2 separate regions of the Canis lupus genome follow, and region 1 is linked to region 2. The links are chromatin contacts, called in public Hi-C maps. All regions are on one chromosome and are shown on one strand. The core of a region is the stretch at or near the end of the contact, and the rest is flanking DNA. Distances in the headings are between cores, read along the strand shown.

Region 1 (2,796 bases), core at 121-2,620, 98 kb after region 2:
TCAAAGCCCTTCTTCCCTCATACGCACATTTACTATGGCCTGTATCTTTTTCCCTCCTCTGGAGAAAGGTGCTTTTCAGTTGATGTGGCATCTTAGCAATTAGTGGCTTCCTGTGGTCGAGGACCTCCTGCAGCTTGTGTAGGACCTGCCCTGTGCTTTTGCACAGAGCCAGGCCCTCTAGAAAACAGTGCCGCAGACACGTGCGGAATAGATGGGTCTGGGGCAGCATGGGACCTGGGGGGCAATAAATGAAGACAGTGGTCTAACGTTTGGTTTCGTATTGACCCTGTGTTTTGTTTGTTGATTAGTGTCCCCAATGCTTTGCTTCTCTCCCCCAGGATTTATTTCTTCAAATCCCTGAGCCTTCTCCAGAGGTGCATTCGGCTTCGCTTGTGTTGTGTTGGTGGTTCCTGCCCAGCTCCGCAAGTGGCTGCCCCCAGCCCATACTTTACCCCCTCGTAAGCAAGCGCCCACCTTCATCAGGAGGGTACCGATCCCTCCACATTAGTAAGGTCACAATGACACCCTGGCTCGGGGACCTGCCGCACTGTCAGCTCTGGGCGTCATCGTGGTGGTGGCACCATCTCCAAGTACATAGGAGTCGGGTTACCAGTGTGATTAAGGAGGCAGTGCTTTCCAAATTCTTCTGCCCTGATGACAAACCTTTGCCTCAGCCACTCTTTGAAAGGGTGGGGGGCATGGTGATGGTGGTGGTGTTTGCCGCCACGAGGGACCAGCCAAGAGGCCCAGAGGTGGTGAGGTTGCCCCTGCTCTGTGGCTTGTAATGTTTGTGAGCCCGGAAACCACCTGGGCTCTTTTAACTACCGCAGGTGTGCCAGGCACAAGCAGAAGAGCTATGTCCCCTCTCTTTTATCTGCTATTTTTCTGCCTCCCACTCCCACCCACCCACAGAACTTACAGACCTGTCATTGATTCGATTTGGTCCGCATCACCCTGACCCTGCATCCTATCCCTCTTCCAGCGTTTGGTGTTTTTCCTTTTAATATTTGTCTCATGAGTCAACCAGCCCTGGAATTGAATTGGGTCGGCAGCAGCACAGTCCAGGGGAAGGACCATCTGTCTGGTTTTGTTTTTGTTTTGAGGGATTCCTTGGGGGAAGTGCTTCCTCCCCACAGGATAAATGAACCTGTATTTTTCCTGTGTGTCTCCTATGCAGCCTTCCCTGGTCATTTTTCAGAAGTGCTTGGCCCTGTAAAAGAACAACCAGGAGACCCCCTACAAACTGTTACCTGCAGTGTTTGCTCGATGCCAGGACACCATTCGTTTGTAAGATGCCACGTCTAGTGAATAGCACCTTTTCCCAGGTGCCAATGGCACCTCCAGGGCAGTCTCCTTATCCAGCCTGCGTTGGTGAGCAGAAAGAGATAGGTATATAGAGTGGTGAACAGGGCACAGCCTGGGGAACGTGCCAGTAGCAGCTTCTAGTGTTACACCACTGGGTCATAATTAACCCAGGCACATCCCTCTTTTCTTCTGGGGCTCAGATACTTCACCTTCTCCTTGGTTTAGAATTTAGTTCAAAGCACAAAATAATGAAGCTATCATGGCTTAGGGAGTTTCCTGTTTCTGGTGATAGCCCCTGACAATGTCATGTAAATTAACCTGGTCCCATAGCAACTAGGCCACACACAGAAGAAAAAAAAAAAAAATCACACAACCACCAACTGGTAATTTAGGAGTGTGGTTTTAGTTTTCCGATGTAAAGAGTAGTTGAGGGAGGCCTGACCGTTTGTTTTATTTTTGATTTCTGGTTTAGTTTATGATGGCCAGAGAATGTTAGCTCTGAGTTATCCATTTTATAACTTAATGATATTTCCTTTGTGACTAGTTAGCACGTGACCATTTTTTTAAAAAGTGTGGCTCATGTGATCAGAAAATTTGTTTGATCTCTTGTGTGCAAGGTTCCATGTATTTCCTTATTTTGTTGCTCGAATCTTGTATATCCTCACCATTTTGGTCTGCTTGGTCTGTAATTTCTGAGAAAAGGGTTTTAAGTCTCCTACGATGGGTGTTAAGTGTGTCAGTCTCTTCTGGAACTCAGAACAACCTTTGATTTACAGTTTTAAGACTGTGTTGTTGGATGCGTATAATACATGTCTTTATAGTGGTGGAGTTTTCATCCCATTAACCTTCCCCTTAGGTCCTATTTCATCTGATTAACTTTCCAACCCAGTTTTCTGTTGGTGAATATGTGTTTGCCTCTTCCCTTTCCAATCCCTTATTTTCAACTTTTCTGTGTCATCTTGTCTTAGGCAGCATTCTTGTAAACAGTATGTCGCTGGCCTTTGTAAAAGTCCAATCTGATAGTGTCTTTTAATAGGTAAGTTTTATCCATTTACATTTATTATGGTTACTTTATATGTTTGGACTTATTTCTGTCTTTTAATTTGTGTTTCTGCTTACTTTGCTTTTTATTTGCCTCTTTGATCTTCTTTCCTATCTTCCATTAGATTAGCAAAGCTTTTTTAATCTTCCCATTTTTCTCTCTGCTAATTTGTCCAGAATAGATTTTATTTATACATAGATAAATATTTGTATGTAGATATAGATATATTTATATAGATAGATGATATTTTTGTATATAAAAATTTATGTATTTATGTAGTGATTGCCATTAAGTTTTAACGTGCATAGTGAACAATATTTCTTTTTCTAATAAAGGCAATGGTTATCCGGGACTTCTGTGTTCTCCAACAACACAGAAACCTTTGTACACTTTTCTCTTAACTTAAAGTCAACTGGTAATTCCAATAAAGAGTTGAAATCCTGACCCAA
Region 2 (2,814 bases), core at 141-2,640:
GCAGTTAAGCCTGGAGTGCTCCCGGGAGTCAGATTCCCGGCCGGAGGTTGCAGGCGCAGGTCGCTGATGGAGCCACCCTGGAATCACGGCAGGGAGCGCTGGAAACTGCTCCAGGGCTGGGCCCAGCAAGCAGCCCGCTCCGAGCGCTGAGGGTGCCCTCCCGCCACCGTGGCCCTGGAGCAGGGGCTGCGCCGTGGTTCCCGCAGAACCCGAGACACGCACCGCGCGCCGCGCGTCCGGGGACACCGCGACCCTGAGTTTTGGGCTTTGCAAGGTCCCGCCGCCTGAGATGGCCCCTGACTCGCCTGCTTCTTTTTCTTTTAAGCACCACTTCCATCCACCCATTGGTCTCAGCTCCCAAAGGCATCCGCGGACCCCCCCCCCCCCACGGTCCCCAGGTCCACCGTGACAGGAAAGAAAGGGTGAAGGGAGTGGGAGGAGAGCCGGGAGCTGGTCACCACCAGGGTCGCCTCCCGGCTTGGGATGCTCTTGGGGCTAACCTGTCCGGCTCCCCTCCACCCCCCACACGCCCCGGGCTGCAGGAGCGGGGGAGGCGGATGCTCGGAGGGGGAGAGCCCGTCCGGCTCCCCGCCCACCCGTACACCCAGCGGACCGCGGCGGCGGGGGTCTCCGCGGGGGCGCCTCACCGTGGACCACAGCGAGCCGGCGAGGGCAGGGCGCCGCAAGGGCGGCGTGCGGAAACTTTCCGTCGTCTGGAGGCCGCTCGGCGGGGTCGTGCCTCTCCCCGGCCGGCCCCCGCCCCCGCCCCCGCCCCCGCCCCCGCCCCGCTCGGTCTGCGCGCCGCGGCCCCTCCGACCCCGGCTCGGGCCTCCGGGCGCGCGAGAAGGCGGTGCCGGCGGTGACCGGGCGCAGCATCCCCGCGCCCGCGCGCACCGCCGCCGCCGGGGCCTGGCGCGCCGCCCCGCCCCTCCCCTCCCGGCGGCCCCGCCCCGCCCCTCCCCTCCCCCGGCGGCCCCGCCCCGCCCCTCCCCCGGCGGGCCCCGCCCCGCCCCTCCCCCGGCGGCCCCGCCCCGCCCCTCCCCGGCTGCCCCCGCCCCTCCCTGGCGGCCCCTCCCCTCCCCCGGCAGCCCCTCCCCTCCTCCGGAGACGGCCCTCCCCTCCCCTCCCCGGGCGCGCGGTCCCTCCCTCCCCTCCCCTCCCCTCCCCTCCCCTCCCTCCCCGGCGGGCGGGCGGGCGGCGAGCTGCAGGCGCCTCTCTGCTGCCCCCCGCGGCCGCGCCCCCAGCGCCTGCTCGGGCTCCGGCTCGGGCTCGGGCTCGGGCTCGGGCTCGGGCTCGGGCTCGGGCTCCGGCTCCGGCTCGGGCTCGGGCTCGGGCTCCTCCCCCCGCCCCCCTGCCGCCCTCCCCTCCTCCTCCCTCCCGCCCTCCCCCTTTCAGAGCACTCAATGTCGGAACGTTCCGAAGATGACGTCGGAGCGTTCTCGAATCCCGTGTCTCTCGGCTGCTGCTGCCGAAGGAACAGGGAAAAAGCAACAAGAAGGAAGAGCAATGGCGACACTGGATCGCAAAGTGCCCAGTCCGGAGGCGTTTCTGGGCAAGCCCTGGTCCTCCTGGATCGACGCCGCCAAATTACACTGCTCCGACAGTAAGAACCCCACCGCCTCCTCCTCCTTTTATTATCCTGTAACCTTTCCATTCACCTAGAGCCACTGGGAAAAAGTGTGTGTGTGAGAGAGAGAGTGGCCCCCGGTGTCGTCCATGCTTCTCCCTCTCTCCCTAAATAAATACACACAGAGACAGATCATCAATGCACAGAGAGAGGCCCTGCTGCCGGGGCTGGCTGGCTGTCTGTCTGTCTGTCTGTGCCGGGCTCCCCGTGGCAGCCAGCGGGGTGGGCTTTCACAGCCCCACGGTGGATCTGTTTAAAAGGCTACTCTGTTGCTGCTTGCATAGTTTTTTGGTACCTATCTGGGCCAGGTAGATGGCAATCCGGACTTGGGAGAAAATGTTGCATTGTCAATTTTTGAGAGATTTTCATGTACAGTATTTCTATCGATCTGTTTGCAAATAAACACTCTCCCTCCCCCCCACCCTCCTTGACTTTGGCTTTTCCCCCCCTTTTTGATCTTTTTTTTTTTTTTTTCTCCTCATTTTCTTTTCTCCTTTTCTTTTTCATCTGCAGATGTAGATTTAGAAGAGGCTGGAAAAGAGGGTGGAAAAAGCAGGGAGGTTATGAGGCTTAATAAAGAAGGTAAGTGGAGCTACTGGTATTTTAGTGTTAGCATGTGTGGCAGAGTCTTCACAGGATTTCGACTATAATGTGAATTGTTCTGCTGGGTACAGAGTGACTAAGCCTTGTCAAAAACCGAGCACGCCCAGGTGACTACTGCCTCATGTTAACTTCTTTCAAAGTATAAATACAACTGGGGGGGTAGGGGGGAGACTGTGGAAGGCAGAAGTTTACAGCACTTAAGTGGAGTCCACCTTTGGACCTCCTGATGCCTATCTGCCATTTACCTTTGGAGCATCACTGCCAAATGGTGGTGCTGGGGGGGGGGTGGTGGTGGCTTGAAATCTTTGAAATGAGGAGCAGAGCTCCCTTCACCTGCATCCCAGCCTTCCTTGTGGGTAAATATACAACAGTTTAATGAGCCCCACATGGTCAGTCATTCTGGCAGCTACTTCTCCACTCTCCCCCCAAAACCATTGTACATGGCAGATCTTTGCAGCAAGTCACATTCGGCCCACTTTCTGTTTGGCCACAGATTGTTGAATGGCGGGCAGGGCCAGGGGCATCTGTGTGCGGGGCCCCCAGCCGGTTGCACATCCCTGTGTCCCCAGCATGGAAATAATATA

The links. Hi-C and Micro-C count contacts between places; a contact is called where the count stands out from the background.
Region 1: a Hi-C map of blood shows a contact between it and region 2, with 1.8 times the contacts expected there. The contact joins the enhancer-like site here to the promoter of ATXN7L1 in region 2. A contact is called at or near these places in 2 of 9 Hi-C or Micro-C datasets (amygdala and blood).

Annotation. Positions count from the first base shown.
Region 1 is chr18:14,963,786-14,966,581 of UU_Cfam_GSD_1.0, forward strand. All of the region lies in intron 3 of ATXN7L1 (ataxin-7-like protein 1), which reads left to right. Among named protein-coding and RNA genes, the nearest start is that of ATXN7L1, 98 kb to the left of the region's middle. Within about 2 kb of position 1,371, at least 4 of the 20 cell types and tissues checked have an H3K27ac peak or open chromatin away from gene starts, as enhancers often do. A contact at or near this core is called in blood, where this site is marked.
Region 2 is chr18:14,865,748-14,868,561 of UU_Cfam_GSD_1.0, forward strand. ATXN7L1 (ataxin-7-like protein 1) reads left to right here and starts at 1,391. Exons shown (of 14, transcript XR_005373183.1): 1 at 1,391-1,603; 2 at 2,141-2,209. It overlaps LOC102151464 (a long non-coding RNA gene), which reads right to left and starts at 766. Exons shown (of 3, transcript XR_005372914.1): 1 at 648-766.